Linked DNA regions of Mus musculus: regions 1 and 2 are each linked to region 3. Evidence: chromatin contacts called from public Hi-C and promoter capture Hi-C data. All regions are on one chromosome and are shown on one strand. Each heading gives the region's core, a stretch centred on a gene start, on an enhancer-like site or on the middle of the called end of the contact. The rest is flanking DNA. Distances are from core to core; before and after follow the strand shown.

Region 1 (3,174 bases), core at 273-2,772, 650 kb before region 3:
GAGGTGAAGACTGAGGTCTCTGGGTAAGCTGGCTAGATGACACTAGCCCTCCATCGTTAAGCCCAGGGTTTAATTGACAGAGCCTACTTTTATGAACAAGATGGAGGACAATGGAGGCAGATCTATCAACCTTGGGACGTCACAGACACGCCTACAGCCTACATATGCCCACTCGTACAGATGAGAACACACACACCCCATGACCTCACACCACATCTGTATGCTAACAGAAAAATGTTTTGCCTCCTCTTTAAAAGTTAAAAAACAAACAAACAAACAAACAAACCAAACCAAACCAAACCTGCTCCCTATTCCTACAGATCCTTCTGGGACTCAGGGGTCCCTGCAGGAACCTCGAGGTCACCTGTTTTGCAGTTTTGATCGGGAAATGTGAATAACTGTAAACACAGACCATCCCAAGTTCCCAGCCCGGGATCAGTTTTGCCACTGCCACTGGCAGTTGGTTTTTGAAGGGAAAATCCAGCAGGGCTCTGCCGTCACATTTGAACTTGACATTCTACACCTGCTTTTCCTTATCTGATGTCAAGTAGAAATCAATCATGACAGCAGGAAGCTGGATTGTCTCCAGCGTCTGTGTGACAAGGATGGCCAAGGCCGGAGTTCCTTGCCAGAGAGGGACTGCAGGGGGTTAGTGCTGATCTGGTACAAACCCTCGAGGCTCAATGGGGGCAGGATGGGGGTGGGGTGGGTGGATGGGGGCCGTAGCTATGGGGCCACACCTGTATCTTTATCCTCTCCTGCCAGATTTTACGGGTCTCTCCAGCTCTGGGGTAGCACAATGCCACTCGCCAGGCGCCAGGCCACAGGCAATCCTTGACACCCAGTGTCCATTTCAGGTTAAAACACATCTGTATGGGGCAGCCTGATGCTTTCCCAGTATCAGTGTCGTGGCTAGATGTGACTAAACAGAGACATTGGGTTTTTCTGTCTTCCACAAGCATCGGGAATAGCAAGGGAGAGCAATGTAAATAGAGACAGGCAGGCAGTGCAAGCCAGGCTTGAGGCTGATTCACGAACGCGCCGCTACGGACACCCTCACAGACATTTACCCAACCAACCTCAACTGACCCATGAAGGAACTTTGCAGAGAGAAAAAGACAAAGGGTGAAGAAGAAAGAGTACCGCTGTTTTGTTTTATTTGTTTTGTTTTATTTTATTTTTATTGCTTAGGCGATGACGAAAGTCTTTCTGCTCACTGAGAATGTTTGGAAAGCACCGGAAGCAAGAGGCTTGGCAGCAGCCCCACCCCCACCCTCACCCCTACCCCCCACCCTGAGTTGCGACTGGCCCTCGGGGACAGCCTACTGCGGTGTGTCTCCAGCCTGTTGACTAGGGGTTTCTTTTCCTGTGAGGGCGGCAGGGCTTTATTCTCTGTCACTAGTCGACTATGTTGCAAGTATCTCCGCGTCATCTGGAACTCTAGATTTTGGTCAGATCCCCTCCCTGCTCGCCTGTCCCACGATGAGCAGGGCTCGGTTGTTTCCAGCTCTCATGGTGACACATTTAGTCACAGCCGGAGGGTGATGTCGTTGAGCACGCATCTGGGGCTGTACTCCGTGTATGGAGTGCAGAGGAAATATGCAGAAATGGGAAATGAAAGTGTGAGAGTATGTGGGGGGGGGGGCATTGGCTGGGGCGGGGAGTGTTCCACCAGCATAGCCTTAGGAAACAGATTAAGAAATGTGAACCACCTTTAATCCCAGCAGGCAGAGGCAGGCAGATCTCTGAGTGTGAGCACAGAGAAACAGTCTCAAAACAAACAAACAAACAAACAAACAAACAAACAACCCAAAACCCCCAATAAACAAACAGACAAAAATAAAAAAGAAAGACAGACAAAGAGAGGAAAAATGTGAACAAAATGGAGCTGTTTTAAGGCTTTTGATAGGTACTATGGGGGTGGGGTGGGGGTGGGGGTGGGGGTGTGTCTTGCTCCATTCCATTGCTCTCAGCTTCAATGGAAACCACGCTCCTGCGGCTGAGCAATGTCCACAGGCCCAGCCATTTTTTTTTTAACTTTCCATTGTTTCTTGGCTAGTATCTTATCCACTGGCATCTTGTTTTCGACTAACTTTCTTGTGTTCTTTCTAAGTTAATGACTTGAGAGAGTTTGTTTTTTTTTTTTTTTTAATTCTTATCAGTATTGCGTGTGCGAGCACACACTCCAGCACACGTGTGGCAGTCAGGAGACAACTTTTGGGAGTCTTTTCTTCTTCTTCTTCTTCTTCTTCTTCTTCTTCTTCTTCTTCTTCTTCTTCTTCTTCTTCTTCTTCTTCTATAAGTTCCAGTGACCAAACTGGAGTCTTCAGGCTTTGACAAGTGTGACAAGTAGCTTGATGTATGTCACCAGCCCTGGTTCTAGTGTTCTCTTTGTGGTATGTGTTTTTCTTTAGTTTTGCTTGTTTTAATTCTCTCTCTCTCTCTCTCTCTCTCTCTCTCTCTCTCTCTCTCTGTGTGTGTGTGCGCACATGCATGTGTGTTGCTGTGGATCAAACGTGGGGTCTCACATATGCTAGACAGGCCCCGTCTTCTGAAGCTGCATCCCCAAACTTGTGGAGCGTTTTTATTTTTGCAGTGCAGTTCTGTGGTTTCTTCCACAGATTTGAAGCTTCGAGAACCCTCTACCTGTTTGGGTCAGGAGGACCAGAAGTGCTTAGGTGAGGAAACTGAGGGACTTGCCTTGCAGGTGCACGGTGGACTCGACTGGTACTTGGGACACCACCGGGGACAGCTCTTCAGCCCAGTCTGTGGCATCGCAGTAGAGAGAGGCTACTGAGGACTGTGGGCAAGGCGACCATAATCATGGAGGGGCTGCCAGTCAGTCAGTGTTCTTGCTATGACAGCTGACGGCTGCGGCGCTGGACTCCCAGCAGAAGCCACGTGGCACAGCTGCGGCGCGCTGGACTCCCAGCAGAAGCCACGTGGCACCGACTGTGGGGAGCGGAGGTTTTGGCTCCAGGCCAGTTAATCATCCTCTCCACTGTAGCACAGCTTGCGGGATTCCAGGTTGATGCTCTGCAGGGCTCCTGACCCAAGGGCACCAGGAAGAATCCCCAGGTCCACAGTCCCCTATTCTCCCTCTACAACTGTGCGCTGCCGGTCAGGCCGCCATCTTCCTCCCCTCTGCCTGGTGTGGCTGCACTCTAGGCCAGG
Region 2 (3,028 bases), core at 519-3,018, 550 kb after region 3:
ATTGGCAGAAGCTTCAGGGCTCACAAAGGGAGGACAAGTGAGAGCTGATGAATGGGCCATTCATCTCTACAGCTTTGTTGAGTCATGCACGTTTTGTGCCTTCCTCAGGTAAAGCTCGACAGGTGACATCTTACCCTGTGTCATTGAGCCTACGGGGCAAAAGTTTTAAAAAAAAAAAAAGGTTCGTTGGAATTGTGAAACCCTATTACAGATGCAAGTATGATTTGAAAGAAATACTAGTTGCATCAGATACTGAAAGTTCAGTTTTTTGGCTTGTGTGTGTGTGTGTGTGTGTGTGTGTGTGTGTGTGTGTGTGTGTGTGTGTGTGTGTGAAAGCAGAACAACTTCTTCCCTGTATCATTAAATACATCAAGAGGCAAGACAATGGATGATGATGATAATACTTTTGAGGAGGCAAGTTTCCCGAAGCCCAGTCCAGGCCCAAGTTTGTTCTGTTAGGTATCTAAAAGTCCTTCAGACTAGCTATACAGCTAATGCTTTTGAGTTCTTGCTTGACCCCCAAAGCTCTCCACAAGTGGCTTATGGTGTTTTGTTGTATGTTTAAGATTGTTTCTATTTTTGTTTAGTTTTGAGGTTGAGTTTTCCTGTGTAGGCCACGCTAGCCTCAAACGCCCTAGGTGACCTAAACTGCTGATTGCCCTGCATTCGCTGCCACCATGCTTTTTTATACTGGGCTGGAAACTGAACCCAGGGCTTCTAGCCTGCTAGGCAAGAACTCTACCACTAGGGCTCTATTCCCAAATGCTACGGATTGTGGTTTTGGAAGTCCTAAGAGTAAAGCTCTTTCTGACTTGTCCTCCTAAGTTCATTAACGTGGGTCTTCGGAATCTGCAAATTATAAAGTTGCTTTGCATCGCTCCCCAAAAGTGACCAGCGCAAGAAACCCTTCTGATGCGTTAGCAGCATTAAAAGGCGACAAGTAAAAAAACACGTCAGAATTTTTTGAGGAGACAGTATCCCCTAGATCAGGGTGACTAAATTTACTACGTAGCAGAAAAGACATTAACTAATTCAAATGGCCTCAGCCTTGAGTGCTGAGTTCAGTGACGACGTGCCATCAGTTTCGGCTAAAAGAACACTTTTAAGACAATTTTGTTTTTTTAAAGATTAATTTTATGTATGTGAGTACACTGTCGCTGTCTTAAGACACATCGGAAGAGGGCATCAGATCCCATTACAGATGGTTGTGAGCCACCATGTAGTTGCTGGGAATTGAACTCAGGACCTCTGGAAGAGCAGTCGGTACTCTTAAACTCTGAGCCACCTCTCCAGCCCAAGACAAATTTTTAAATAAACGCAGTTCACTTCCATGGTTTACGTCCATATCCCCAGCAGTTGGGGAGACTGAGGTAGGAGGACTGTCAAAATACGACATTACCGTGTCTCCCATAATATAAGCACTGCGATCATCCATAGAGAAACTCAATTTTGAGGTGGAGCAACCGCATCCTCTCTCCCTAACAAACTGCCACAACACCTGAGACCACGCAAATGCGTGGGCCGAACACATCTCGATCCCTCAGGCTCAACTCGCCTAACGTGCAGGGCTTGCAATAGGAGACCCAAGAGGTAGGAGTATCGGCTCACGTGACCTCGGCCTCCCAGGCGCTGTTTCCACGCCCCGCGAGAGCGGCCACCAATAGCCAACTCGCAAGAACTCGCACCGCTCCGCCCCCGAGTACGCAGGGGCGGCCCCGCCCACCACGGACGGAGGAGGCGGAGCCAATCACGTAGAGGTGACGTGTTCTTTCAGCGCCAAGTCGTAAGTCGCCCGGGAGTGGTGGAAAAGCGCCTTCTCCTGCGTCCTAGGTGGGGAGTAAACACAGAGACCCAGAGGAGGGGAAGCTGGATGTGGAGTTAGCTGCGGGAAACACTAAAGTCCAGCCGGGAGAGTGACCATTGAGGTAACAGATGCGGCATCCAAGGAGGGTAGTGATTGGTTAGCTTAGAGTGAGCAATGGTTTGCGGGGCAATAGAGAAGGAAGTTGTGGGGATTGACCAAGCAAGATGTAGGTACCATGATGTGGCAGGATATTTGGAAGAAATCAGTGCACGTAAGGATAAGAAAGTGGGAACTACCTTGCTCCAAAGGTCTCCCGTTGGCTTGTAGAGGCCTGAGCGGATTAGAACAGTCTCTGGATTCAGACGCGTGTTGCCTGCCACAGTCCAGCAGAGTCTCTTTAGTCAGTTTTATTGCAAGCAAGGATGACTTCTCTCTCTTTTCATTTATTCAAGGTTATCTGGCTGTTTTTTGTTGTTGTTGTTGTTCTTGTGTGATTTCTGACATAGCAAGAACTATGTCATGGATCAAAGAAGGAGAGCTGTCACTGTGGGAACGGTTCTGTGCTAACATCATAAAGGTGAGCAGTACCCCGGGGGAAAAGTTGACCTTTTGGATAGTTGAGTAGTTCATTATTAAATTGTAGCAATCCCAATGAAGTAGAATTTAGTAAAGAGAGAATCTTGAAATTATAATGTAGTTTGAAGGGCTGCATTTCTAGTATTTATTGTACTGTGTGACTTTTTTTTTTTTTTAAGGCCAATCAGGGTCTCTTAATATCATTAGATCACATAGACTGTTAGATTTTCCTTCTGGAAAACTGAATTGTGCCGTTGAGAGTGTCAAAAGAGCTCACTGGTCAGGTGCTTTCTTGGTATTCACAAGACTCTGAGTTTGAAAAAGGAAGAGAGACTGTGACTCTGAATGGGAGGGAACAGAAATTTGTCTCACTAGAGTTGTAGTTCTCAACCTGTGGGTCCCAACCCCTTCAGAGGTTGAACAACCCTTTCACAGGGTCGGATATCAGGTATCTGACATTACGATTTCCGATAGTACCAGAATGGCAGTTATAAAGTAGCAGTGCAAATACTCTCATGGTTGAAGTCAGCACCTGAGGCGCTATATCCCAGGCTCACAGCATAAGGACAGCTGAGAACCACTGCCCCAGCGTTTCCATCGGTTTCTCCTTGCAGTGTCTTCTGAGTTAATGGTTCTTTGATGGTTAAA
Region 3 (2,751 bases), core at 230-2,729:
CATCATTGGAGGCCACCATTTTTATGTGTGGCTAAAACCTGCTCAGTCATGTTCTGTTCTGGTATTATAAAGTGGATTCATGTGTGTGTGTGTGTGTGTGTATGTATGTATATGCATGTGAGTGTATATGTGTGTATGTATATATATATATGTGTGTATGTATATGTATGTATGTATGTATTGTATACATGTGTGTGTATGTATGTGAGTCTATGTGTGTGCATATTATGTGTGTATGTATGTGAGTCTATGTGTGTGCATATGTATGTGTGTATGTACGTGAGTCTATGTGGGTATGTGTATATGTGTGTATATGTGTATGTGTATATGTGTATATGTATATATGTGTGTATATGTGTGTGAGAGTATGTGTGTTGTGTATGTGTGTATATGTGTATGTGTGTATATATGTGTGGGTGAGTCTGTGTATATATTCATGTATGTATGTATGTATATGTGTGTATGTATGTGTGTACGTGTGTATATGTATGTGTATGAGTCTATGTGTGTATATGTGTGTATGTATATGTGAGTCTATGTGTGTATATGTATGTTTGTATGTATGAATGTATGTATGTATGTGTATATGTGTGTGTTTGAGTCTGTGTCCATATTCATGTATGTATGTATGTATGTGTATATGTGTGTGTTTGAGTCTATGTGCATATTCATGTATGTATGTATATATGTGTACGTGTGTGAGTCTATGTGTGTGTATGTATGTGTGTACTATGTGTGTGTGTATGCGTATTATGCCAATGTCAGGTCTCTTCCTCTATCACTCTCCAACTTATTTTTTGAGACAGGGTCTCTCACCTGTTTGGCTAGACTAACTGGCCAACAAGTCCCAAGGGTTTTTCTGCTCAACCTTCCTATTAAATAATGTGTGGGCACATCTGGCTTTTTAGCACGGGTGCTAGGGATCAGCTTCTGCAACAACCCGCTGTGTCCTCTCCCCAGTTCCCAGGAGTTCTTTTGAGTCCTAACCATATTTTAGATCATAATTTCAACAGCACTCTTTCACTATGGCACACACATTTTGCAGAACTAACTGAACTTTGGATGGAAGGGAGGGAGAAAGGGAAAGAGCCTGTGTGTGCAGGGATGAGGGTGATCATAGCCTGTGTGTGCAGGGATGAGGGTGATCATAGCCTGTGTGTGTGCGCAGGGATGAGGGTGATTATACTTGGAGGCTCAGAAGACAGGAGGAGCATCACAAGTTCAGGGTCAGCTTGGACAACACAGCGAGTTTCAGGCTTGCCTGAGCTACAGAGTGAAAGGATGTCTAAAAGAATTTATTTATTTATTTATTATTTTATTTATTTTGGAAGCGGCGAGGTAGAGGGCCTATGGACCGGCTGAGCAGGCGCTGTGCCCTCGGGACCTCCCTCTTTCCCCGGCAGTGATGGGCCGGCAGTCCACCCTGCTGACGCCCTCCCTCCCAGCTCCGCCCCGCCCCGCGCCGCCCGCCCCGCGCCGTGCGATCCCCTTCCCTGCAGCCGCCGGGATCCCCGGAGCCGCCGCCATGGGCCAGGCCAGGCCCGCAGCGCGCCGCCCGCACAGCCCGGACCCCGGCGCTCAGCCCGCGCCTCCACGCCGCCGCGCCCGCGCCCTGGCGCTGCTCGGAGCCCTGCTGGCGGCCGCCGCCGCTGTCGCCGCTGCCCGGGCCTGCGCGCTCCTCGCCGACGCCCAGGCGGCCGCGCGGCAGGTCGGAGGGGACAGGAGGGGGACAGTGGCTGCAGAAAGAGGCGCAGAGCAAAGCTCTACCCCGCACCAGGGAAGGGGGGAAGTGGGGAGGCCGGAGGGGACAATGGCCAGGACAGGGTAAAAAGTAGGACCGGGCCTTTGGGAGAGGAGGGAGGGAACTCGGAGTAGACAATGGATGAAGACGTGGAGTGAAGCTGGGACCAGACGCGACTGAAAAGGGGACAAGGAACTCTGGGACTGTTGGGAAGTGACATTTGAGCAAATGGGCTGGCAAGTGTGGAGGGGACTCTGGAAAAGAATGGCAGGAGCCACTGTAGCAGGAAGCAGCTCCCTGCTTCAGGGACTGGGATGGAGAGTTTGGGGCCCATGGTGATGCTTAGCTCAGCTCCTTCCTTCCCAGCAGGAATCGGCATTAAAGGTCCTGGGGACAGATGGCCTCTTTCTCTTTTCCTCGCTGGACACTGACCAGGATATGTACATCAGTCCGGAGGAATTCAAACCCATTGCGGAGAAACTGACAGGTACCAGAGAGGCTGGGCACTCAGGGAAACCTAAAAGGAATTGGGCCCGGGCCCCGAGCCCACACCCCCTCACCACTTTCGGGCTGGTGGGTACCTGAGTTGCCGTAGCACCCAATCCCATTTCAATGGTGACAGTAGCATTCCTCCGGCCACCTGCCAGGCCACATCCTCAAATTGAAGCCTTGAAAGAGGATGCAGCCTTTACACCTGTCCCACGCCTGGGGCCGTGGCTGCTGTCAGGCTAAGCTGTATTTGAAGCGATGAAGATGCAGGCAGATTGACCCTCTTGCCAGGCTAGAAGACGACAGAGCCAGGTTAGACCTGACCTGACTCACAGGGTTAAGGATTTCAGAGACTGTGTGTGCAATGGCCAATATGCAGACAGTCACAAACAGGAAGGAGTCACAGCTGCTGGCACTGCTCTAAAGCCTAGGTTGTATAATTCCTAGTCGCCAGCCAGTGCTGCCCAGGTGCGGATTTCCTTACGATAAATGGGAGGAGGATAATCGGAGTCTCGAATGAA

The links. Promoter capture Hi-C pulls out the DNA fragments that hold promoters and counts their contacts. A called contact is a pair of places that touch in the nucleus more often than the background predicts.
Region 1: a contact with region 3 is called in a Hi-C map of pro-B cells, with 6 times the contacts expected there. The contact joins the enhancer-like site here to the promoter of Selenon in region 3. A contact is called at or near these places in 4 of 484 Hi-C or Micro-C datasets (cortical neurons, embryonic stem cells and pro-B cells) and 2 of 115 datasets of contacts at active chromatin or transcription factors (large pre-B cells and microglia).
Region 2: a promoter capture Hi-C map of liver shows a contact between it and region 3. The contact joins the promoter of Dhdds here to the promoter of Selenon in region 3. A contact is called at or near these places in 2 of 39 promoter capture datasets (both in liver).

Annotation. Positions count from the first base shown.
Region 1 is chr4:135,201,744-135,204,917 of GRCm38.p6, reverse strand. No RefSeq gene overlaps it. Among named protein-coding and RNA genes, the nearest start is that of Runx3, 51 kb to the right of the region's middle. Within about 2 kb of position 1,522, at least 161 of the 459 cell types and tissues checked have an H3K27ac peak or open chromatin away from gene starts, as enhancers often do. A contact at or near this core is called in microglia and pro-B cells, where this site is marked.
Region 2 is chr4:133,999,622-134,002,649 of GRCm38.p6, reverse strand. Dhdds (dehydrodolichyl diphosphate synthase) reads left to right here and starts at 1,768. Exons shown (of 9, transcript NM_001362959.1): 1 at 1,768-1,925; 2 at 2,257-2,381. The coding sequence starts at 2,319.
Region 3 is chr4:134,550,894-134,553,644 of GRCm38.p6, reverse strand. It overlaps Selenon (selenoprotein N), which reads left to right and starts at 1,479. Exons shown (of 12, transcript NM_029100.2): 1 at 1,479-1,708; 2 at 2,111-2,228. The coding sequence starts at 1,526.